7 separate regions of the Mus musculus genome follow, and all the other regions are linked to region 4. The links are chromatin contacts, called in public HiChIP or PLAC-seq and promoter capture Hi-C maps. All regions are on one chromosome and are shown on one strand. Each heading gives the region's core, a stretch centred on a gene start, on an enhancer-like site or on the middle of the called end of the contact. The rest is flanking DNA. Distances are from core to core; before and after follow the strand shown.

Region 1 (3,143 bases), core at 317-2,816, 610 kb before region 4:
ATGTGTGTGTGTATGTGTGTGTGTGTACAGATCTTTTAAAATTTGGAATTTTTTAAACACTTTTGAAGAAACATGAAAATGCTACAAAACCATTTGTTACCTTGTCCCTGCAGGATTCACCAGTGCTGAGCATATATGCACATCCTCTTACTGAGTTTGAACCCCTGTGTGTGTCTCCAATAGAAATGAATGCTTATGTCTGAGGACCACACCAGCTTTACTTATAATAACTCCAACATGAAAACAATCTATATGTCCACCCACAGTTGACTATGGGATAGTCATACCATGCAATAGGAGTACACATTTTTTAATGGCCAGAAGCAAGAATATAAATAATTTTCACACACTAATACCGAGTGGAGGTATTTTCTTTCCTTTTGTTGTTGTTTTGTTTCATTTTTGTTATGTTTTTTGGTTTGTTTTGGTTTTGGTTTATTGAGACAAGGTTTCTCTGTGTAGCTCTGGCTGTCCAGGAACTCACTCTGTAGACCACCAGGGTGGCCTGAAACTTACAGAGATCTGTCTGCCTCTGCCTCTCAAGTGCTGGAATAACAGGCATGTGTTCCTGGGCCCACCATGATTTGTATGCTTTAACCACAATGTAGTCTATATCTTGTAACAAACGTAAAGAAAATAATGGAATAATAATGCATGTTCTCTGGATGAGTAAGTGAAGGATTGAAATCATGAGCTGCATCTGCAAAGAAGCGAAGAAGAAGGCTTTGCAGCGTGGTGGCATTCCGTTTTAGAGCAGTGGTCTTAAGCCTCTTCGTATGTTAATGATGTCCAAAGGATTGTTACTGAACTTCCTTCGCTTAATACCACTGCCTTTGCATATTAGTGCTGCTTAAGTAAAGAAAGTTACTAGCAGTAAAAGATGTGACGCATACCTTATGGGTCTGACGTTCAATTCACTGTGAGGCGTATATTGAGCCCTTTCAGAACTGCAAAGCTTCGCTAATGTCCTTCTCCGTGTGGTTTTTAATCCCTTGATGCTTTACGGGATGCGAATCCAAACTAATTCTTCAGACTCTTGAGGAGAGTGGAGAAGTTGGCACTCCCGTGCTTACAAACAGCATCACAAACCGCCCAGCACGTGATTGCCCAAACCACCCAGAGTGAAGGAGTCCTAATTGCTGGGCGGCCTGGACAGGGGACGTGCCTCTCCCATCCTTCTCCAGATGGGGTTGGCTAAGCAGCCACTCACCCAGCCAGCCGGATTGCCAAGAGCTGCCAAGGAACTCCAGTGGGTGACCCACTGCAGCTGCACCCCTGCTATTACAGAAACCGGACCAGGCTCCGGTTGGGGGGGGGCAGTTCCCGACATGTCCGGTAGGGGGCGGCGCTGCGCCGCATCCGGGGGCGAGGGGCGGGATTGTGGTACCCGAGGCTCCCGAGACCTCTGCACCTGGCCGCGCGGGGGCACTGTGGAGCGACCCAGCCAGCTCCCGCCTCCCAGCCTTGCTTAGTCGCTGTCCTTTAACCCTCCACTGTCCCTCGCAGGGGCAAGGGGGCGGGGTCCGGCGCCGAGCGTGATAGGGCAGGCAAGCGAGCGCCCAGGTGAGTTCTTCCAGCACCGCTGGGCCCCGGGGAGGACTGAGTCTGAGCCCGCAGAAGAGGCACAAGAGGAGATGCCGTTGTCGCCACCATCGCAGGGCGACCCCAGGGAGGCCAGCCCGTCCAAGGCCCCCAAGAAACACCCCACCTTCCATATCTGGCGCTCCAAGAAGAAGCAGTCTCCATCGTCCAGCTGTGGGGTGTTTATCCCTCACCCGCCCGGGGCTTTCGGGGAGACCAGGTAAGCGCTGAGTGTTCCGATCCCCTCCTGCTCCGTGGCTCAGCCGGTTTTGCAAAGTTCGTCCCGCCCCGAAACTATACCACAGGGTCCAGGACCCTCAGCCTGTACTCTAGAGTCTCATTCATGGGACCTTAGTTTTGACTTTCTTAAGTCTGCACCTGCAGCTGAGAAAAGCAGGGCAGCCAAGGGTTGGAATCAAAAATGAATGCCTTTAGGAATGCCTTGGAGCTCTGGAAATACTCTAATTTTAGCGCCTTAATCGTAAAGTACCTCATGTTCATGGATATTAGTCTCCACTATTCTCACAGATCCAGAGGAGGAGGAAGTAGAGGGGCTAGCTGACTCTATTAAATGGATAGAGAAAAGGTGGCCTTGGGGTAAATGTCCCCCAGAGACTCAGTGAGTAGCCAAACCAGGGAGTACCTCGTTCTTAAAATATAAGGATTGCGACTGTACCTTAGTGACAGGGTGCTGGCCCAGCTTGTGACAGTCCCAAGGTTCACGTCTCAACACCAAAAGGAAAAAAACTTGGCTCCTGTTTTAAATTATACATAGATTGTGTGTGTGTGTGTGTGTGTGTGTGTGTTGGTTTTATTGTGCATGTGTAACTTTCAGTTATCCTATCAGAATTGATGGTTAGTTTCCTGTCTATCAAAATGTAATAACACACGACTCTTGGTATTTTATTCAAGAGAAAACAAACTGATACCAAAGTGACAAGTAGATTTTCCTTCTCGAACCTTTCTGTGTTTTAGGCCATCAGGAAACACTTCATTCTGTCCTTCAGAACTCCGAGGAACTCTGTGTTAACAAAAGCTCTGGAAACAAATGTACTTGCCAGCCCTTGGGATATTTTTCTAGTCTGGGCATCTTTACAAGCATTTCACTCCACCTGGGAGGAAGTTCTAGAAGTTCAAAGCAGACGGCCAGATGATCAGTGCAGCTTCCACTGCGCCCAGGTCCTAGCACAGACTTTATTGTTGTTGTTTTCATTATCACTTAGAGTCCCAGGTTTAGCCCAGACCCAACGGAACCTTCACCCTCATTCCACAGCCTTCCGGGCACTGGGAATTCAGGCTGTGTTGCCATCACAGCTTCCTTCCCCATCCCTCATCATCTCTAGAACATTCTTAATACCGAATATGCTATAAGTGCTGTATACGTGGTGGTGAAATATCTTACTTAGGAAATAATGTCAAGGAAAAATAGTTGTATAGACAATACAGATACAGTATTTTTCACTAGTATTTTCTCTCTATTTTTAAATTTAGTATTTACTTTTAATGGTGTGTGTGTGTGTCTGTCTGTGTGTGTGTGTGTGTGTGTGCACGTGCGCATTGCA
Region 2 (3,105 bases), core at 577-3,076, 640 kb before region 4:
CCATTTGTCTAAGAATTCATGAATTCATTGTTTTTAGTAGCTGAGTAGTACTCCATTGTGTAAATGTACCACATTTTATGCATCCATTCCTCTGTTGAGGGACATCTGGGTTCTTTCCAGCTTCTGGCTATTATAAATAAGGCTGCTATGAACATAGTGGAGCATGTGTCCTTATTACAAGTTGGAGCATCATCTGGGTATATGCCCAGGAGTGGTATTTCTGGATCTTCTGGTAGAACTATGTCCAATTATCTGAGGAATCGCCAAACTGATTTCCAGAGTGATTGCACCAGCTTTCAATCCCACCAGCAATGGAGGAGTGTTCCTCTTTCTCCACATCCTTGCCAGATTCTGCTGTCACCTGAGTTTTGATCTTAGCCATTTTGACTGGTGTGAATGAGGTGGAATCTCAGGGTTGTTTTGATTTGCATTTCCCTGATGACTAAGAATGTTGATCATTTTTAAGGTGCTTCTCAGCCATTTGGTATACCTCAGTTGAGAATTCTTTGTTTAGCTCTGTACCCCATTTTTAATAGGGTTAGTTTTCTGAAAACCAACTTCTTGAGTTCTTGATATATATTGGATAGTAGCCTCCTATCGGATTTAAGATTGGTAAAGATCTTTCCCCAATCTGTTGGTTGCCATTTTGTCATATTGACAGTGTCTTTTGCCTTAGAGAAACTTTGCAATTTTATGAGGTCACATTTGTCGATTCTTGATGTTACAGCACAGGCCATTGCTGTTCTCTTCAGGAATTTTTCCTCTGTGCCCATATCTTTGAGGCTCTTACCCATTTTCTTCTCTATTAGTTTCAGTGTCTCTGGCTTCGTGTGGAGTTCCTTGGTCCACTTAGAATGACAAGTGTCAAGTGACTTTTTAAAAGGACATTCTTAAAATTTCCAAAAGAAGTCCTTGTAGTAATACATTGTAGCCACTAGGTGTCAGAGTCTCCCCTTCAACCCTTGATGACTTGTCCAGGAGGAAACATCTGGTTAGTGTGAGAAAGGCTGTAAACAGGCTCTCACACAGAATTTATTCAAATCCATAACTGGGTGTGGTGGTGTAGACCTGTAATCCCAGCACAGGAGGTGGCACAACAAAGGCTTCCACACATGCTCACCCTCAGCTACTGGCCCTGGGTCAGTAATATAAATATACAATATAAATCTGGGAAAAGAGATTAAAAAGTCCTTCTAAAACTTGTTAGTACTAATTCTGATTTTTCTCAGACCCGTTTCCTTCCTGAGCTGGAAGATGCTCCAATGGGTCTTAAGGCACCAAGCTTAACAACCTGAGTCTGAGCTCCTGGACTCAGATCAAAGAAAAGAAAGAAAGAAAAAGAGGGAGAAGGGGGAGGGAGAGAGAGAGAGAGAGAGAGAGAGAGAGAGAGAGAGAGAGAGAGCTGGAGAATGAGGAGGAACACTGTGAAATTTGTCTTCTGGAAATGATATGGCCTTTGCATGTGTGAACATAGCAGCTAGTGTTATCTGAACAAGACCTGTGTTAAGGTTTGGTCTGTTGCTATGTATTGCCATGTTAAATACTAGTGCCCAAGGATTGGTTGCCCCCAGGGACAAGGAAATCCTCCTACACACCAAGTGATGCTATTAAACTTAATTTTAAAATAATGATGCCTAAGCTGGGCAGAGGAGAGGTAGGTGGAGTCTTGGTTCCTGAGTTTGGGGTTGAAGGTAGGACCATGAGAGAGAAGAAAGAGAGGGTGGAGAGAGGAGAAGTGGTCATGAGGTGAGGAGTCATGAGAACTGGTTATGAAGGCTGGCCAGTCAGAGTAAGGGTGGCCCAGGCAAACATGGTAAGTCATATCTCAGGGTCACTGACAGGGAAGGGGGCAAAGTAGCTTAGAGGGTTGATCTCCACCCAGCTCTAATGCTGCCCAAGGCTTATCATACATATGAAGGTTTTGTGTCTTTTATCTGGGAACTGAATGATCTAAAACAGGATAGAAACCCTCATAAATACTTACTACAAAAGACCTGCACAAAATCAAGTCACCAGACATTCCAGAATAGATGCTCCAACAACAAATTCTCATTGGTTTGAGATGTGGCCCTAAAACACAGGCACCAGACAAACTCAACCACAGATCTCCTATCCACAAGCTTCTGGTTTCCTCCCACTCTTGATCACTGCCTACCTCTTGAAACACACACACACACACACACACACACACACACACATACACACACACACACACACACACACTTTTTTAAAAAAAGAAACGGAATTGGCAAGATGACTCAGCAAGTAAAATATCTTGCCACACAAGCCTGGTGACCTAAGTTTGATCTCTAGAACTCACTGTGGAAGGAGTGAAATGAATCCTAAATACTCTCCTCTGACACACACATGCATGCACGCACGCGCAGACACACACACACACACACACACACACACACACACACACACACACATTCACATACGCTATGCTGGTATTACAGGCATACATCGACATGCACAGGTGCTTTTTAAAGATTTAACAGGTTTTATTTTCAAGAGTAGTTTTTGGTTCACAGCAAACTTGAATGGAAGGTAGTTTCTGTATCTTTCTATATCTTTCTGTGCTGCTGAGGGCGGACGTTTTCTGAAGAAGTTGCATGAGCATTAACAGTCCCAGAGACATGTTGATTTTGGCTATGGGGGAATAGTATGACTGGGGGGACATAGACACACTGGGTCCAAAGCCAAAAGTACCTTCACTTGGACTATCATTAGCTCGCCATTCTTCCTGGCCTTGAATGTAGTATACGGATAAGGATAAGTGTGGACTCTGAATTGTCCTGTCTCCACCTCTGGTGTTCTGGGATTGCAGGCACATGCCTTGTTTATGTGGTATTGGGGCTCGAACTCAGGTTGAACCGGGTGCCTTTTGTATGCTAGACAAGCACTCTATCAGTTGAGTTAATGCCCTCGCCCCCCAGAACCTTCTTTATAGTCATTTATTATCAACCTTTATTTCTCACCTAACATTTTCTTGACCTTGAGATAAAACTCTATTGCAGAACTCAGGAGCTGAAGGCAGGACAAAAAGCTCCAGACTACTCCAGAGCCCCCATCGCAAACGACCAAAAAGCTCTTGGAATGTAC
Region 3 (2,947 bases), core at 131-2,630, 540 kb after region 4:
TCAAGCAAATAACACAGCTTCCGGTCATTAAACATCTTGGAGGAAGTGGCTCTCCCTGGTGGCCTCAAGGCCGGAGAAGCCAGCAGGTCTTGGACCCATCAAGCCCGGGCCCACCATTCCTGCCCACTTCATCTAGAGTCTCCCCAGAAGAACTTAGGGATTTCGCTGGTTTAAAAACAACAACAAATAGCAAAACAAAACACCAACCCGCCACAAGGACCAATGTAGGTATCCTCGCCCCATCTTCAAGGCTCTATGGATGAGGCCGGAGGATGACAGGGACTGGAAAATAAGAACCTTTTATATATATATATAAATCTTTTTAAGAACTGCTGTGGTTTGCTGCTACGATAAGAATTGTGATTTGCTTTTATGGGTTAGGAACGGAACTGTTCACGTTTTGGTGGGGAGAGACGGGATGGTGCTGGAGTTCTCAATGCTTCCGATTCATCTCTGCCCAGCCCACGATGCACTTTTAAATGAAGAGGTAGAATATTTTATCGGCTAATATACTTTTCATGTTATTTTTTACAAAGGCCACCTTTATCCTTTTTGATGCCATATTTTCAGTGTTACACTTTTATGGCTTTTAATTTTCAATCTGCCAGATGCAGGAAGCAGCATGGATAGTTTATACTGTGGTTTTACGGAGACCGAATGCCAAGAGAACTCGGTAAATGTTTATTCTTCTCAGCTTTCTCTTGACATGCCCCTAAACAGCGCCCCATTTGGGAACAGAGCAAGAGTGTTGAACTGAAGACCAAAATGCCCTCAAGGTGTAATATAATCTGAGGGGGAATATTTGCTGGGCGTCAGGAAAGACTGGATGAAATTTCAACCCTGATGGTTTTCTGTGGTCCAGGAAGTCAGCGAGACAATCTCTCTCTGCGCAGAGTCCTTTCATGATAATTAGAATGGTATGGACAAGCCGATGCAAACAAGAGAGAAAGTGAGAAAGATCACCCCGGATTCTGTTTCACTGTTTGCTTTCTCCTGTCATGGTTAAGAGAAATGTGCAATTCGATCCTCAATCAGTGGGTGGAGGATAACAGGGTAGATTTACTTGTGTGCACTTGTACAGTTGTAGCTGCGAGTCCAGAAGTCCTCTAGAACATGTGTACTGGCACTGAGTCGCTGAGACAGTCGTACAGTGCCCCAGTCTGATGAGTACGGAAAAAAGAAAAGAAAACAAACAAACAAACAAAAAAATCCAAAAAAAGAAGAAAACTTAAAAAAAAAAAAACCAAGTCAAATCACCTTGTGATTCAGTGTATCTGTTTACTAACTCAAATAAAAGCAATTGTTCCCTCTGGAGGGGTCCAGGTGCCCCGCCCCTCCAGGCCACAGAGCCTCAGCAGGAGGGTGACAGACGCGGCGGGAGGGCAGGAGGGGCTTTACGGCTGCACTGGGGCCGCGGTCCGCGTGTACAGACTGTATTTCTATCTACGCCTTTGTACAGTCGAGTCAAGCTACTGTTTTACAGGCGCTTCTTATTTATTAGAGCCGTGGGAGCTTGGGGGGACACACCTGGCGAGCAAGCTCGCTTTTTAAACATGAAATTGGGGGGCAGGGGGAAGGGAGGCGGGAGGGAGGGGTTGCTCATACGCCCAGGGAGAGATTTATAAAAGGGAACGAAAAAAAACAAAAAAACAAAAAACAAAACAAAAAAAAAAACTTCCAACAACAAACTAAACCAGCCTACAACCCACCACCAAGCCACGCCCTGCAGGAAGCAGCCGCCCCTCTGGGAACTCCTTTTCCTGCTGCGTCGGAATTGTCAGACAAATAAATCTCTGAGAAACATCAGCTGCGCACTTACACGTGCTTATTTGGCTTTTCTCATTCTTAAGATCTTTGTTGTTATTTGCCTTGTTATAGAAAGTGCTGATTCCTTTCCCCTCAGTCCCTGGAGACACTTTTTAAGATGATGTAAGCTTTCAAAGGTGATGAGGTACTGGGTTCACATGTCCCACACTGAGATTTCTGGGCCAGCTACCCCAACTGTGACCCGAGACATTGTGCACAAAGGGAGTTCTGGGGCCTGCAGACACTGCTGACCTTGTCAGCGGAGACTTTAGATCTCAATTCTGAGAGTCAAGTAGCTGCCTTGTAAGTAAGTACTTGCCTTGAGTCCCACTCGCTCCAATCACCATCTCTCTCCACACACACTCCGCTCCCCCCCCCCCCGCCCACTTGACCCCACCTCGCCCCTCTTGCCCCAGGGCCCACTGGGACTTTGGCTGCAGCTTTGCTCAGATGGACCCGGTTCATCTGAAAACACTAGAAGACTCCAAAGGTAAAAACGTGCATCAACTGTGGTTCTAACCAAGGTAAATCAAGTCGAATCCTCAGGTTCTATGTGTGAAAACAAAGCAAAACCTCCAACTTAGCAAAGCAAACAGCGCTGTCCACGATCCCACGACTAGCTGATTTGGCATGTCAAAAAAAGACAAATGATCATTAAAATAATAGAACCATGAATGGATCCTCCAAGCAGTCGGCTTGTGGAGTCCAGAAGCCTGGTTTCTTTCTCTTCTGGAACATGGGGAACTCTTGCAGGCTTCCAGGTGAAGATTACATTTATGGAAGTGGCTCTGTGTAAAGTTCCTAGTGGCAGGCCTAGTGAGGACATAAACATGCCAGACCCAGGGCACCTTCCGTGGCTGTCTGGGTCAAAGTCCCTGATAGCGGTATTCATCTAGACTTGGCTATACAGACAGGCATCCAGGATATTGATCTGGCTTTTGTCTGTCATCCAAGATTTTTGTATGTCATCCAGCAAACAGTTGGACCCTCCTGGAAACAAAAGGTACCTTTGTGCCCTCAGGAAAAGGGTTTGAGCCATCTCACCAACCACTGTCTCCTTCTCCTCCCTCCCTCCTGATCCTGGTGTTCTCTGAATGTATCCCTCTCTTGAACCATCAAAACCACACACAAAGAGAAACAG
Region 4 (3,045 bases), core at 158-2,657:
CTGGCTCAAAGGATAAAGGCTTTCGCTGCCAAGACTAAAAGACCTGAGTTCCCTAGGTCAAACATGATGGCAGGTGTTGACCTACAAGTAAATGCAACTGTGTATCCCTCCTGATCTCACAATGTCAACCGTGTAGATGTATCATTTCAGCATTTGAAACAATTTGTAGTTGTGCATTCCTCTTATACAAACACAATCAAGAAACTATTGTGCCAACTTAGGAGAAAGGAGCATCAATGAAAAGGCGGGGAACAGAGCTCACAGACTTGGAAGGGAAACGTCTGAAAAAGAAGAAAATCAGGAAGGCTACTTCTCGTTTAATACAGCATATATCCCAACAAACGTTAACGCAAACATATCTAAACCTGGGCTCCAGAGGGAAGGGCACTGGCTGCTCTTCCAGATGAGCCAGATTCCATTCCCAGCATCTGCATGGTGGTTAGCAACCATCTGTAACTCCAGTCCCAGGAGATGCAATGCCCTCTTCTGGCCTCCTTCAGCATAGAGGCACATGGTACATGCAGGCAAAGACACTCATACACGTAAAAGTATTTACGTTTTAAAAACAAACAAACAAAACAAAACAAAACAAAAAAACAACTTTTGTGAAACTGACTGTACTCTAGTGTCTGGGCTATATTCCATCTGACTCCCAAGGTTTGTTTTCACTGGTTCCACTAAACCGTGTTTTCCTAGACTCTAACCCCTGTCCAATCACTTCTGGCATGGCAAGAAAACTGAACGAAAACGGTGTGACTTAGTTTTTTTTGGGGGGTGGGGGGTCAGGGGTTGATATATTGAGACAGGGTTTCATGTAACCCAAGCTGGTCTCAAGCTTGTTATGTAGCCAAAGACAGGTCAAGTGACTTACTTGATCTTTCTGCCTCCACTCCCCCAATGATAGGATCACACCCAATGTGAGGTATTTTATTTATTCCCATTTATATTTATTTCTTTGTAGCTCAGCCTGGCCTCGAACTTCCTAGTCATGTACCCAAGGAAAACCTTGAACCCCCATTCTTCCTACCTCGGTCTCTCCAGTGTTGGGATTACAGCGATACACCTACACACGGACGGGTTAGAAGTAAACTCTTATATTCTGTGATGTTAAGACAGTTTTCTGGAGACAACATCTATAACTCACTAAGAAGTTCAGGGCTTTGGCTATTCGAGAGAAAGAACTTTTGCTTCCAAACCAAATTCTTCTGGAACTGGCTGCCAAGCTCAGCGGGCCTGGGATGGGCCTCCCACGTCCCCTCTCCCCCCCCCCCCCCCCCCCACCTCACTTCCCCACACCCCGACCTCAACAGCGTGGTCCTCCAAGGCGCCGCGTCCAGCAGGGGACGCTGTGAGGCCACCACCGTGCTCAGATGCGCCTAGGGGTCCACTCTCTGCGTAGGCTGGGGCGGAAGAGGCGGGGCAGGTGCGGAGGTGGCTCCCGCCTGCGGTCGGCGCGGTCCGGGGAGGGACCAGCGGACTGCGCAGGTGAGTGCGCCCCTACTGGCCCGCCGGCTCAGCCCCTCGCCGGGCGCTTCGCCCTCGGCTGGCTTCTGCCCTGCGGCGCTCCGGCCGTGTCTGCGAACCCTTCCCGTTCCGCAGAGTTGGGGTTGCCTAGGGACGCCTCTCGAACCCCGGGACCGTGGGAATTAAGCTGGCCCAGGCTGTGCGTCCCCGGACTTGGGTGCAGCAAGCTGCAGACACACTGACTCGGGGCTGGGCGGCGTGGGAGTGTCCAGTTTCCTTTGACCTTGGGGGACCTGGGGAAGGTTCGGGATGGGAGGGCTCCAGGGGAACTCGATCTTGTGTAGAAGTCCGCTTCCGACGTCCGCAGAAGGGAAGGGTTTCGTAGCTGTAGACCCAACCAACTGGAGGCCAGGCCCGGGTCTTACAGAGCGGTGACACGCTAAGGAACGTGGATCCACTCCCAGCGTAGTGCAGGTCAAGGACAGCTTTGCCTGTGTATCCTAAACACTGCTCTTCTGCCAGTCTTAGCCTTCGTTATAGAGTCTATAGCTTTATAGAAATCTCACCCGAAACGAACCTTACGGGCTTTCTTTCCTAGTCATCTCTAATGCAAACTGCCGTCAAGGAGATTTTTTCATATGGACTCCTGCCGGGTTACTTTCCTACTAAAACTCTCTGTATCTCTCGTGCCGTCTGGGTGACCTCCAGACTTAGGTCTATAAGACTTTTTTAAGGCGGCCTCGTTGTGACTGGCTTCTTACTTTTATAGTGAACGATGTCCTTGAACACGTGAGCTCCTGCCTCTTTCCCAGATGCTTGAATTATAGGCTTGCAACAGCGTTCCTAGCTTCTGCAAGTTTTTAATTACCAGGCACTATTTCTGTGCACGTGAGATAAATAAAACAGGGATGAAGAAGAAGTCTAGTCTTGTGGAGTGTATGCACATGCAGACAGCATCTGGTAAATTACACAGCAGCCTGTGATTAGCTCTGGGGGTGGGGTAAGTGTGGTAAAGGGGACCGATTGGCAAGGTGGAGTTGCGTTGGAATAGTTGGAATGGAATGGGTAGGCCCCGCTGAGGGGATGTGTTTGAGTCTAGACTTGAAGGTGAGTTTCCTTGCAGATACCTAAGTGAGAGTGTTCTAGGCCTGTCTGGAACAAAGGTCCCTAGTTTGTCCAGAATGTGTCCCCCTAGTTTCATGTGTTAGGAATTTGGTGCAGTACCTTTAGGAAGAGCAGGGCCATGAAGGTTCTTTCTGAAGAATGGACAGTCGGTATTAGTGGGTATTAAGGGAGTACGTGGCTTTGTTATGAAAACAAGCTCTCTCTGGCATGCTTACACCATCCTTATCTTCCACCTTGTGATGCAGCAAGAAGTCCTTTCACCAAATGGCAGCTTCTAAAGGGCAGAAGGGAAGGGGAGTTTGTTTAAGGGGAGAAGAGGGTTAGAGGCAGTTGACTTGAATTTCCCAGACTCTAGAGGCATGAGTAAAAAAAAATCTCTATCCTTTATAATCACCCCAGCTCTAAATCAGTTGTAGCCATGGAAAACACTCTTTAAGGATAGCTGCTTGTGTGTAA
Region 5 (3,162 bases), core at 309-2,808, 530 kb before region 4:
CTGAACTAAAGAAATACCACATTCTCCCCTGCCCTTGTGTGTGTGTGTGTGTGTGTGTGTGTGTAGCCAGTACATTTATGTTCACTTCTAACCAGTGTCTTGTTCATAAGAGTGGCTGTATTATATACTGTTTCAGGCTCTAACTGGGAAATGCCTTGATGCACACAGAGGTACCTTTAGGTAACTTCCTTTTCAATAACTATAAGGTTAGGAGAACTCACTAATAATACTTGTTCAGACGGCAGAGGGCAGTACAGCATCAGTTTATACGCCCCGTCAGTCAATGCAGCTGTGTTGGTTGTGAGCCTAGCTGAGCCACTTCTATAACCAGTCCCAGGCACTTACTCGGGCACTTTGAGCTCTGCATTAATCCCTACCCACTATAACACAAAGCAGTGCACATCTGTCTGCTCCAGGAGCTAGGAGGACAGCAGAAGTGTGGGCCACAGGCTGAGGATTCCCACCCCTTACCTATCTGTACTGGGCTGTTTTCTTTTTTAAAGAGCCCAACACTGTTTTACGTAAGCTTCAGGGATTTTTCTGAGAAAAGGTATGTGGCTCTCTAACATAAGAGGATTCACTAGCAAGGATACAACCTTACCATTATTTTTAACAAAATCAATTGCAGGGAGATGGTCTCTCTGGTTTTGCAAAAGAAACTCAAATGAAGGAAAACAGGAAGGATAAAGTGAAAGGAGCTGACAGCTGTTTCCCACTCTTAGCCATGACCCTGAGTAAATGCAAGCACTTAACAAATATTGACTAAGGCAGAGTAATATCTGCCCCTTAAAAGGGAAACAGGAAAGACTTTAATTAAGCCCAGTATGATGAAGCACACAGAACCAGATGGAGTGTTAGGAGTTCAAGGCCAGCCTGGTCTCCATAGTGAGTTCCGGACCAGCCAATGCTTCACAGTGAGACTCTGTCTCATGAGAAGAAAGAAAAAAATTTAGAAATTATTATAATTATCAAATTAATAAACAGGTTCTGTTAAGACTCCATTGCAAGATGGCAGTTTTAGAGGATTTAATTTTGTTTTATTAACCAAAACGATTGTTGTCCAGTAATGACTGTTTTATTTTTTTTAATAGCTTTTATTTTAGATTACAATATAATTATATTATTTCCCCCATTCTTTTCTTCCCTCCAAACTCTCTCACAAATCCTCCCTTGCTCTATTGTAGCCTATTTATTTATGTATTTATTTATTTTGGGTTTTTCGAGACAGGGTTTCACTGTATTGCCCTGCTGTACTGGAACTCACTCTGTAGACCAGGCTGGCCTCGAACTCAGAAATCTGCCTACCCCTGCCTCCCAAGTGCTGGGATTAAGGGCGTGTGCCACCACTGCCTGGCAACATTTAGCCTTTCTTATGGTTCCTCTAGCCTAATTGTTAGGAGTGAAACTAAAATTTACTTCATTAGGCATGAAAAAGTACCCAACTTTCCAATTGGCTTTTGCTGTTGCAAACATTTATCAAGGTTGGCTTTTAGGCTAGGGAGATTTTAAGTGTCTAGTCCTTATGCAACTGTTCTTCAGAACTGAGTGTGTTATAGCCCTAGGCCTCACAGACCTCCAGAGGTGGGGGTGTGGGTTTGTTCCTTTTTATGCATGTTGATATCTGGCATGGCTAGATAGATGACAGTGATAAGATTCCCAGAATCTATAAAGCTTCTGCATGACTCCCAGTGTTTTCTTTCTATGTAGTAGAAAGAAACCATCTTGTAGGTTGTATTTTAGGCCATTACCCTACAGTCTTGGGGTTGTGGGTTTGTTTTGTGTTGTGTTGTGTTGTGTTTGTTTGGTTTTCGTTTTGACAGGGTCTCACTTTGTAGCTATCCTGGAACTCATTATTTAGACCAAGCTGACCTGGAACTCACAGAAATTCTCCTGCCTCTGCCTCTGACTCCTGGGTGCTGGGATTGAAGGCACTGTGTTTTAGGATAAACACTTGTACAATAACTTTACTGTGGCTGAGGCATCTAGAGGAAGTGAGGAGTCCTTACAGGTGATAGGAGCATCTGAGGTGTGTGAAAGGCTGCCCTGCAGCTAAGCCTGCCTCATGATGACCTCTGGGCCCACACATCTCCTGGCCTTTCATTCCCGCTCACCTAAGTCCTGGAGCAGCGTGTGAGATGATGATTGGAGTGGCCAGGTGCGTGGCTGCTGTTTGGATCTGGGTCATGAGGAAAGGGAAGTCACTGGTATCTCCTCCTCCCTCAGAGGCAGGTCTGAAGTAATGAGTGTGCCTCAGACAGCACTTCCTGTTTCAGAAGAGCACTAGGCCAGGCCCTTCCCTGGGACTGCAAACGATAGCTCTCTCCTCCTCTGGCCACTGATAAGAGACCTGCCTCAGGACGGTGTGTATCTTGAGTCCGGGAGATCACGAGTACAGGCTTACCAAACAGAATCAACCCTTGGGTCCATGCTAAGCCTTACTAGTGTATACCATGAGTGAAAGGAGCAAGCAGACAGGCATCCTGGGTTCAGCCTACTGTGAGGCCTAAATCACATGGGTTTCTACTTCGATGCCTCAGATTCAGTCATAAACATGGCCTGACTCTACCTGTATCAGTGTTACAGTAAGTGTGGGGAGCTTGTTTCACGAGAAAGCCGGGCAGCAGGTAGAGAGCATCCGTTTTTGCCTCTCCCCACTCATTCTTTCCTAATAGAATCCTAGGTTTGTCAGATGTCTGTTCTCTGAATGGACACAGTGTCCTTCAGGCTCCAGGCTCAAAGGAGCAGGTCCAGGAACTGGTTTGTCGTGTAATGACATGTGACAAGAAATGGCTTTTGGGATATTTCCTCATTTCTGAGGAAGATGCACAAGAAGATAGCCTGGCATTTCTGTGATGTCTGGAACTGGAGAAGCCACAGAATCTAGAAGCAGTTGAGTTCACTGATTAAGCTCAGGAGCTCTTCTTAGTTTATATGTTAATAAACATTTTTTTTTATTGGTTTCTCTGAGCTAGATTTTGGGTTACTTAGAGGGGAAAGGATCCTGTACTATAAACAGGCAAGGATTGGCTCACAAGCAAAATATGTAGAAAGAACAAACAGCTTTGCCATCTTTGGACCATTTAACATGGATGGTGCAATAGAAGAGACAGCTCAGTTCTTGGACACCTGCCTTCACTCTCATAGGGGGCACACGAGAACATT
Region 6 (3,013 bases), core at 417-2,916, 570 kb before region 4:
AATAGAGTTTGTCTGTTTTTCTTGAATACGAGCTTGGCCTTGAACGTGCTTTATAGCCAGAGCTGGCCTAGATCTCCTGACCTTCCTGCATTCACCTCTACAGTGCTAAGATGACAGGTGGGTGCTACCAGGTCAGGCCACAGTTCAATAGCATTAATTATAGTCACCGTGCTGTGAGAATTCTCCAGAATTGCTCCTTCCTGCATAATTGAAATGGTTTTCTTTTTACAAGAAGCACAGGTATACATGTAAAGAGAGTTGAGAATCACTCTTGTGGAATCTGATTCGAATGATGCAAACATCAAAGAAAATACCAAAGGCTGTGAGGGTTGGGCATTTCTAATGCACCTGATCCAGTCCAGTGTTTGTTCAGTAAGCCTGAGTCTTATCCCTCTCATCTCTGATAAAGGAGAGGGTGGCATCAGGGAACACTGTTCCACAGTGGGCACATTGTGCCTTTCTGAGATGGTTCGGGGTCAGTGGAAGGCTACTGCCAAGTCTGCCACCCTGAGAGCAGTGGGTGGGTCACCGGGCAGTGATCTCTGCATTAGAAACATTTCTAACGAAGGATTAGCCGAGATTAAGTATAATAGTCACCCACACCCCGCCGGATTCCAGGGAGTCCAGTCCTAACCCTTTGCTGTCCTCATGTGGGAATTTGAGCTGCTGCATCTGTCAGGGAGACCTTTGCGATACCGATGTCTCCCTGAAGTGTGTGATCTGGGCTTAGCTTAGCTTGCCAGGAAGCACTGAGTCTGAGTATGACACACACTTCTTTTTCAGGTTTCTTCCTTCGGGGAGCTGTGAAGTCATGATAGAGGCTAGACGCTTGCCTTGCTCACTTTTGAAGGTTTTCAGGCCCCAGACATGGCAGGCATTTGAACAATCCAACAAACTGAACACCCAGTGAATTCCAAAGCTACTTCAAGCACTGATAACAAAAGATACAGGGTGTGTGTGTATCCATTAGAACTGCTATAGTTCAATATAATTGAATTTCAGTGACTTCTGCTGGGTGACCTTTTCCCCTAAGCCACCTTGTTGGTATGATGGTGCTGGGGACTGAACGTAGGGCTTTGAACATTGGAAGCAGGTGCTCTCCCGTGCTCTCCCACTGACCCACACCTGTCTCGACCTTGTATTTTTTCCTTTTTCTTCTTCCACTTCTCAGTTATTACCAGTTCAGTGTTACATCTATGAACTCTTGTTGGTTTGCTCTAAGCAAAGTCAACCATATTTTTTCAGACCTTTGGCATCCATCTAACACAACTCCTGTGAGACCCAGAACACAAACAGCTTTAAGAAGGCTGCCAGCTAACCCTCATGCCTGGCTTCACATCGTACACACCTCCAAAAGACCGGCCAAGCGAGTAACTGAAGACTAGATGAAGCATGCTTTTACTGGCTTTTACACTTAGGAACGGTACTTCAACTTATCGTGAAATCTTCCCTGGGAAGAATTTCCCCTAGAGGAACAATTTATTGTGCATGGTAGAAGAGACCATCGATTCATATTCAATCGAAAGCGCCCAGGTTACTGCCAGCCAGAGTCGGTAGAGGCATTTCAAAATGACTGAAGAAATCCAATGACTCACCTCACTACTTCCTGTCAACGTTTCTTCACCCAGGGAAAACCTTTTGGTCAGCACTACGGTAGTTTTGTGTATAGGAGAGCCTGGTGTGAGTCACTAGGTCAGACACTGTAGCTGTGTTTGCAGTGGGATTACAAGGAATCTCAGCTTGCAGGTTGTGATTATATAAATTAGCATTCAGCGTGTGCTTTTCTTTCTGACTTTCTAAGAGAGAAAAGAACCCACTATTGCTTTTCTATTGATTCTGTGCTGTTATCTCTTCGCCATCACACATATAGAATTTAAAGAGTAGGCTGGATCCTTAGTGGTTATGTGTACACTTCCAGAGAACTTGGGTCCAATTCCCAACACCCACAGGTGGCTAACAACCATCTGTAATTCCAGTTCCAGGAGAGCTAATGCCTTCTTCTGGCCTCCACAGGCACTGTATGCACACAGTGCACATAACATATATGTAAGCAAAATGTTCATATATGTAAAATAAAGGCCTCCCTTTAAAAAAGTATATAAATGCTACATTGGATGGATGGCTTAAAGCCAATATACAAAAGCTATGGGTGTAGCTCACTTAGAGAGCACATGTCTGGCCTGTGCAAGGCCCTACAAGCCTTGTTCTTATACTACAAGCCGAACAACAGGTGGGAAACAGAGATCTGTGGGGATTCTAAGGACTTGACCAAGATAATGTACGATGGGATGTCGAGTGCGGAAAGCACAGTCAGCTTGCTGAAGGGCACGTGGGAGCCCTATCAGAAGAGGACTCAGGCCCAGGTTTGCAAGATTCCATCTTCAGCCTCTCTAATCAGCACCTTTGACAAGTCGGGGCTTGGCGGCTTTGTTGATGTAATCTCTATTTTATATATCTGGAAACTGAAGCAGGGAGGTGGCTCCTTGCAAGGTGAGAAGCCAAGGGAGACTGGTAAGGGCCAGATTCCAGCCCTCCTTATCGCCAGCCTGCTGCTCTTCCCACTGTGTTATTCCATTTTGTACACACAATGAAAAAGGACTTGGGGTTACGGGGTGATTGCGCACCCCCGTATGTTGGCTTTCCTGTGCTAGAGCTGCAACTGATCTGTTGCTAACAGCGCTCCACCGCCTGAGCGCTAAGAATGAAAATTCTGGTGTACAAATTGCCTCTTCAGCAATCTCCTGCCCAGTGTTTCTTAAAGGTGCAGTTGTGCATGAACAGCCAACCTCTGTTACAAAATATTGTGTTTGCAACTGTGGGAATGAAAATAAAGGAAGGGCATTCATCATAAAAATAGTAAGTTCCAAGAGACTGATTTTAATCTTAAGAACGAAGTAAAAAAGATTGTTGATAAGTGTGGTTAATGAGTAGTGTACAAACCAGGAAAACATTTCTGCCTGCTAGAATAAGGCAGTAAAATCCATTGCAAACTTGTGTCCTACCTGAAGCTGGT
Region 7 (3,088 bases), core at 284-2,783, 570 kb after region 4:
GGCAGAGGTGGCTAAGAGTGCAGCCTGGTTTGCCATCCAGGAACAGTGTCACCTGGTAGTCAAGGGGAGCAGAGCCTGAAGTTCTCAGGATCTAAGAACTGAGGCCTCTGGTCAAGGGACAGATCTTCAGCTGAAGAGAGCCGAATCTTTCTATCCACAGGCTGGCACCACCCCGACTTCATTTTAATCACCTGCCTGCTGTCCTTCAGCTGCTCAAAGGGGGGTTTTTTGTGGAGTCTGCTGTGCCTGAAGCCCCCCAAGGCCAATCTGCTCCCCAGGAAACCCTGCTCTGCTGCCTCCTCCTTCCACACTCAGCCAGAATCAGACAGCTGCTGCTTTCCAGGTCCCACGTTTCCTAAGGCTTTGCCCAGGCGTTTCCTCCAGGCTCCAGGTGAACTCTGCTGGTCCTTTTTGCCCCCCAGCTTGGGACTGGCTCTCGGCAGTAAAGCAGCCTTACAAGGGACACCGCCCAGCTGTATAATCAAACATTAGATGCCCAGATGAGAAATCATTGCTTGAAACCTCATCTGGAGCTTGACCAGCCTCTCAGCCATAAATCATATCCTGTTCTATTATAACAGCAGGTCAGTAGGACTCCCAGACACCTTACCAGAGGGGCTCTAAGCAGCAACTGTGGAGAGAAGAGTTGACTGTAAGTCAACAGCCCAGCCCAGTAGGCACAAACCGTCTTGTCCTGAATCCCCACCTCCTTTTGAAGCTCAGGCCTCCTAGCAGCCTTCTCCTTAGCTAGAGGCAGACTGGGTTTCCAGAGCTTTTTACCCGATGCCTCTTTAAAGTGTCTAATTTTAATGAAGAAATCTTTCATCTGCCATCCTGTTTCCAAGAGACAGGTTTGGAAGGAATTTTCACAAGTCACCGAGGCCCTTGGAAATGTTTCCTGGTGGGAAATGTAAGGCTGTAAGACACAAGATGTTCTCACTCTGGGTGAGAGCGGAGGGGCCAAAAGAAGGAAATAAAACACCTCCCCCCCCCCCCCCGCCCCCAAGTGTTTCGAGAGCCAAGTGGAGGAAGGATACGGAGGTACAAGCAAAAGGGGAAGAGTGTTTCACTGGAAGTGTAGAAAGGGTAGTTGTACCTGAGAACAGAATCCTCCTGGGGTGGGGTGGGAGGATGCTGGGGAGTTTAAGCGAGGGGATAGAGGGTGGGGGATACTTGGGAGGGCCACAGGGGATGGGCTGGGGAACAGAACCCGCAACAGGAATGAGAGTCAAAGGCCCTAAATATATACACAACGCACACACAATGGAAGAAAAAAAAACTCAAATTTATTCCCTCTGGAGCTGTTTGAGCCAAAAAGGAAAACAAAAAACAAAACCCAAAAAAACAAAAACAAAAAAACGCTGAACTGCGGCTGAGCTGTCATTGCTGAGCTGGGGCTCTGGGCAGTGAATGCAGGTGTGTGTTGAGCCACAACCCTTCCAGAGGTGAGGCTGGGACGGAACATCTCCAAGGCTCAGGCCTCGCAGATCTCTCTCCCTAGCTCTTCCCATCAAGGAAACGGCTTCCCCAGTGCTCACCTCCAGGGGCGCCAGAGCGTTTCTTGTGGACTGTATGCTACAGCCTCCACTTGGAGCAATGGAGCCCCCTAGGTAGGCGGTTAGTGCTGCCGGATTCTGCTCTGAGGTTCTCTGGATTCTCCGGACACCCCCCAGGCCCCATCGGGAGAGGGATTGGATAAATATGTTAGAAACACAGGCAGGGGCCGTTGGAAATATGAAGCCATGGATTTTCCCAATCAGCTGAGTCAACAGATGTGGGGCGGGGGCGGGTAGGAGGGCGAGGAAGTCATGGACAAGGGAGAGGTATGGGGCTTAATGGAGGTGGCTTTGAGAAGAGAGTGGCTCTCCAGGGTCACTAAAAAGCCTCCTCTCAAATCTATGAGCACGTCCACTTAGAGTTTGAACTGACCGGGCCTTTTTTTTTTTTTTTTTTAAATAAGTCTATGGATTAATACTTGGACTCGACAGTGCCTTCTGCAACTGGTGATAGAAGAAGACACCATTTCCTAGCTCTCTCTGACACACAATTCTCACCAACACCAAAAAACAGTGGCTAACAAGACTGAACTACAAACCTCAACCTGGTTTCTAGTGCGCTTCTGTTTACCCTGCTTCTGCTAATGAGATACTACTTGGAGATGCAAATTTTTAAGAATGTTAGCTTCAGCCTGGAGAGAAGGAAACTGCAATTTGCAGTTTGTGCTGGGAGTGATAACCTTCGTAAGTAATGGGTTTCACTGATTAACTGCTGCTAACAAAACATTGTTGCCAAACCTGTTAATCTAAAACTAGCAATAGGACGGCTGTTAGATCCACATTTCCCTTCCTCCAGTCCCCAGAGAGCTCAGAGAAATATTTCTCACTTAAATAGCCTTCATCTTCCCATGTATTTTATTGCATCTGCTAATAGGTTAGCCATAAGTTAGGAGCGGTTCGGAGATAGATATCCAATCAACCTCAACGAGGAGTTCAAGGAGAAAAGCAATTCCATTTAAAACATGGTTTTTGTTTGTTTGTTTGTTTTCCTAACTGGAAGGTGGAGTGGGGAAATGTGTGAGTTTGCTGAGTACTCAAATAAATGGAAGTACTAAGCGCTCTTAGTGATCAGAAGGTTTGATGTCTCGCGTCGCTCGTTGTGTATGTGACAGTGCACTCAATTCCCAGAACCAAGCAACAACCCTTTCACGGAGATTCTTTCTGCTGACCTGCCCACGAAAACCCACCCCAATTGACTCTCAATATTTTGCTGCTTAGATTGACATCTGAGAGAGCCCCTAAAGCAGGTCCTCATTGTGCCCTCAACTTTGTCATAAGCGCCTCCACCCCACAAAGCTGGGGTGGGCTCTCCCACTCTGGACTATGGAAGTCTAGTCACAGGAAGCCTGCTTTACTGCTAAGTCACAGACCTGTGGCATATTGGGACAGTGTAAAGGTGCAAACACGTGGGCCTTGTCTGGTCTGCCCCCCTAATAGCTGGGAAGATCACGTGACTTCATCATTTTCAGTATCTTGAGATGAGCATCCTGGAAAAGTTAAAGGTTTTTGTTTTTACCCCTCCCCCCAGCTCC

The links. Promoter capture Hi-C pulls out the DNA fragments that hold promoters and counts their contacts. HiChIP or PLAC-seq counts read pairs in DNA pulled down with a chosen protein or histone mark.
Region 1: a promoter capture Hi-C map of pre-B cells shows a contact between it and region 4, with 7 times the contacts expected there. The contact joins the promoter of Crybg1 here to the promoter of Mtres1 in region 4. A contact is called at or near these places in 10 of 39 promoter capture datasets (the C10 cell line, cranial neural crest, embryonic stem cells and 6 more), 2 of 15 datasets of contacts at CTCF or cohesin (large pre-B cells and pro-B cells) and 7 of 115 datasets of contacts at active chromatin or transcription factors (astrocytes, bone marrow-derived macrophages, embryonic forebrain and 4 more).
Region 2: a contact with region 4 is called in a FOXA1 HiChIP or PLAC-seq map of pancreatic cancer cells. The contact joins the enhancer-like site here to the promoter of Mtres1 in region 4. A contact is called at or near these places in 6 of 39 promoter capture datasets (the 3T3-L1 cell line, the C10 cell line, cranial neural crest and 3 more), 2 of 15 datasets of contacts at CTCF or cohesin (the NIH/3T3 cell line and pro-B cells), 2 of 484 Hi-C or Micro-C datasets (LSK cells and bone marrow-derived macrophages) and 6 of 115 datasets of contacts at active chromatin or transcription factors (the NIH/3T3 cell line, bone marrow-derived macrophages, embryonic limb bud and 3 more).
Region 3: a contact with region 4 is called in a RAD21 HiChIP or PLAC-seq map of pro-B cells, with 2.9 times the contacts expected there. The contact joins the enhancer-like site here to the promoter of Mtres1 in region 4. A contact is called at or near these places in 8 of 39 promoter capture datasets (the 3T3-L1 cell line, the C10 cell line, cranial neural crest and 4 more), 1 of 15 datasets of contacts at CTCF or cohesin (pro-B cells), 3 of 484 Hi-C or Micro-C datasets (the Ba/F3 cell line, the N1E-115 cell line and nephron progenitors) and 7 of 115 datasets of contacts at active chromatin or transcription factors (the 230-238 cell line, embryonic forebrain, embryonic hindbrain and 3 more).
Region 5: a promoter capture Hi-C map of pre-B cells shows a contact between it and region 4, with 11 times the contacts expected there. The contact joins the enhancer-like site here to the promoter of Mtres1 in region 4. A contact is called at or near these places in 14 of 39 promoter capture datasets (the 3T3-L1 cell line, the C10 cell line, the HPC-7 cell line and 10 more), 3 of 15 datasets of contacts at CTCF or cohesin (the NIH/3T3 cell line, large pre-B cells and pro-B cells), 4 of 484 Hi-C or Micro-C datasets (B cells, the CH12 cell line, bone marrow-derived macrophages and 1 more), 9 of 115 datasets of contacts at active chromatin or transcription factors (the 230-238 cell line, the NIH/3T3 cell line, acute myeloid leukemia and 6 more) and 1 of 9 other capture datasets (macrophages).
Region 6: a FOXA1 HiChIP or PLAC-seq map of pancreatic cancer cells shows a contact between it and region 4. The contact joins the enhancer-like site here to the promoter of Mtres1 in region 4. A contact is called at or near these places in 1 of 39 promoter capture datasets (neutrophils), 1 of 484 Hi-C or Micro-C datasets (bone marrow-derived macrophages) and 4 of 115 datasets of contacts at active chromatin or transcription factors (bone marrow-derived macrophages, large pre-B cells, pancreatic cancer cells and 1 more).
Region 7: an H3K4me3 HiChIP or PLAC-seq map of embryonic basal ganglia shows a contact between it and region 4, with 3 times the contacts expected there. The contact joins the enhancer-like site here to the promoter of Mtres1 in region 4. A contact is called at or near these places in 7 of 39 promoter capture datasets (the 3T3-L1 cell line, cranial neural crest, embryonic stem cells and 3 more), 1 of 15 datasets of contacts at CTCF or cohesin (the NIH/3T3 cell line), 5 of 484 Hi-C or Micro-C datasets (the N1E-115 cell line, cranial neural crest, myocytes and 2 more), 12 of 115 datasets of contacts at active chromatin or transcription factors (the NIH/3T3 cell line, craniofacial prominence, embryonic basal ganglia and 9 more) and 1 of 9 other capture datasets (embryonic stem cells).

The regions. Positions count from the first base shown.
Region 1 is chr10:44,147,251-44,150,393 of GRCm38.p6, reverse strand. It overlaps Crybg1 (crystallin beta-gamma domain containing 1), which reads left to right and starts at 1,566. Exons shown (of 22, transcript NM_001368305.1): 1 at 1,566-1,801. The coding sequence starts at 1,635.
Region 2 is chr10:44,175,457-44,178,561 of GRCm38.p6, reverse strand. It overlaps the pseudogene Speer5-ps1. Among named protein-coding and RNA genes, the nearest start is that of Crybg1, 28 kb to the right of the region's middle. Within about 2 kb of position 1,826, at least 26 of the 459 cell types and tissues checked have an H3K27ac peak or open chromatin away from gene starts, as enhancers often do. A contact at or near this core is called in fetal liver and pancreatic cancer cells, where this site is marked.
Region 3 is chr10:43,001,359-43,004,305 of GRCm38.p6, reverse strand. Sobp (sine oculis binding protein) reads left to right here. Exons shown (of 7, transcript NM_175407.3): 7 at 1-1,806. Among named protein-coding and RNA genes, the nearest start is that of Gm5079, 12 kb to the right of the region's middle. Within about 2 kb of position 1,380, at least 42 of the 459 cell types and tissues checked have an H3K27ac peak or open chromatin away from gene starts, as enhancers often do. A contact at or near this core is called in pro-B cells, where this site is marked.
Region 4 is chr10:43,539,380-43,542,424 of GRCm38.p6, reverse strand. Mtres1 (mitochondrial transcription rescue factor 1) reads left to right here and starts at 1,407. Exons shown (of 4, transcript NM_026411.2): 1 at 1,407-1,485.
Region 5 is chr10:44,068,412-44,071,573 of GRCm38.p6, reverse strand. The region is part of intron 1 of Crybg1 (crystallin beta-gamma domain containing 1); the gene reads left to right. Among named protein-coding and RNA genes, the nearest start is that of Crybg1, 79 kb to the left of the region's middle. Within about 2 kb of position 1,558, at least 122 of the 459 cell types and tissues checked have an H3K27ac peak or open chromatin away from gene starts, as enhancers often do. A contact at or near this core is called in B cells, the CH12 cell line, the HPC-7 cell line and 6 more, where this site is marked.
Region 6 is chr10:44,110,799-44,113,811 of GRCm38.p6, reverse strand. All of the region lies in intron 1 of Crybg1 (crystallin beta-gamma domain containing 1), which reads left to right. Among named protein-coding and RNA genes, the nearest start is that of Crybg1, 37 kb to the left of the region's middle. Within about 2 kb of position 1,666, at least 47 of the 459 cell types and tissues checked have an H3K27ac peak or open chromatin away from gene starts, as enhancers often do. A contact at or near this core is called in pancreatic cancer cells, where this site is marked.
Region 7 is chr10:42,971,431-42,974,518 of GRCm38.p6, reverse strand. Gm5079 (predicted gene 5079) reads left to right here. Exons shown (of 3, transcript NR_153349.1): 3 at 1,961-3,088. Among named protein-coding and RNA genes, the nearest start is that of Gm5079, 18 kb to the left of the region's middle. Within about 2 kb of position 1,533, at least 94 of the 459 cell types and tissues checked have an H3K27ac peak or open chromatin away from gene starts, as enhancers often do. A contact at or near this core is called in craniofacial prominence, embryonic basal ganglia and embryonic limb bud, where this site is marked.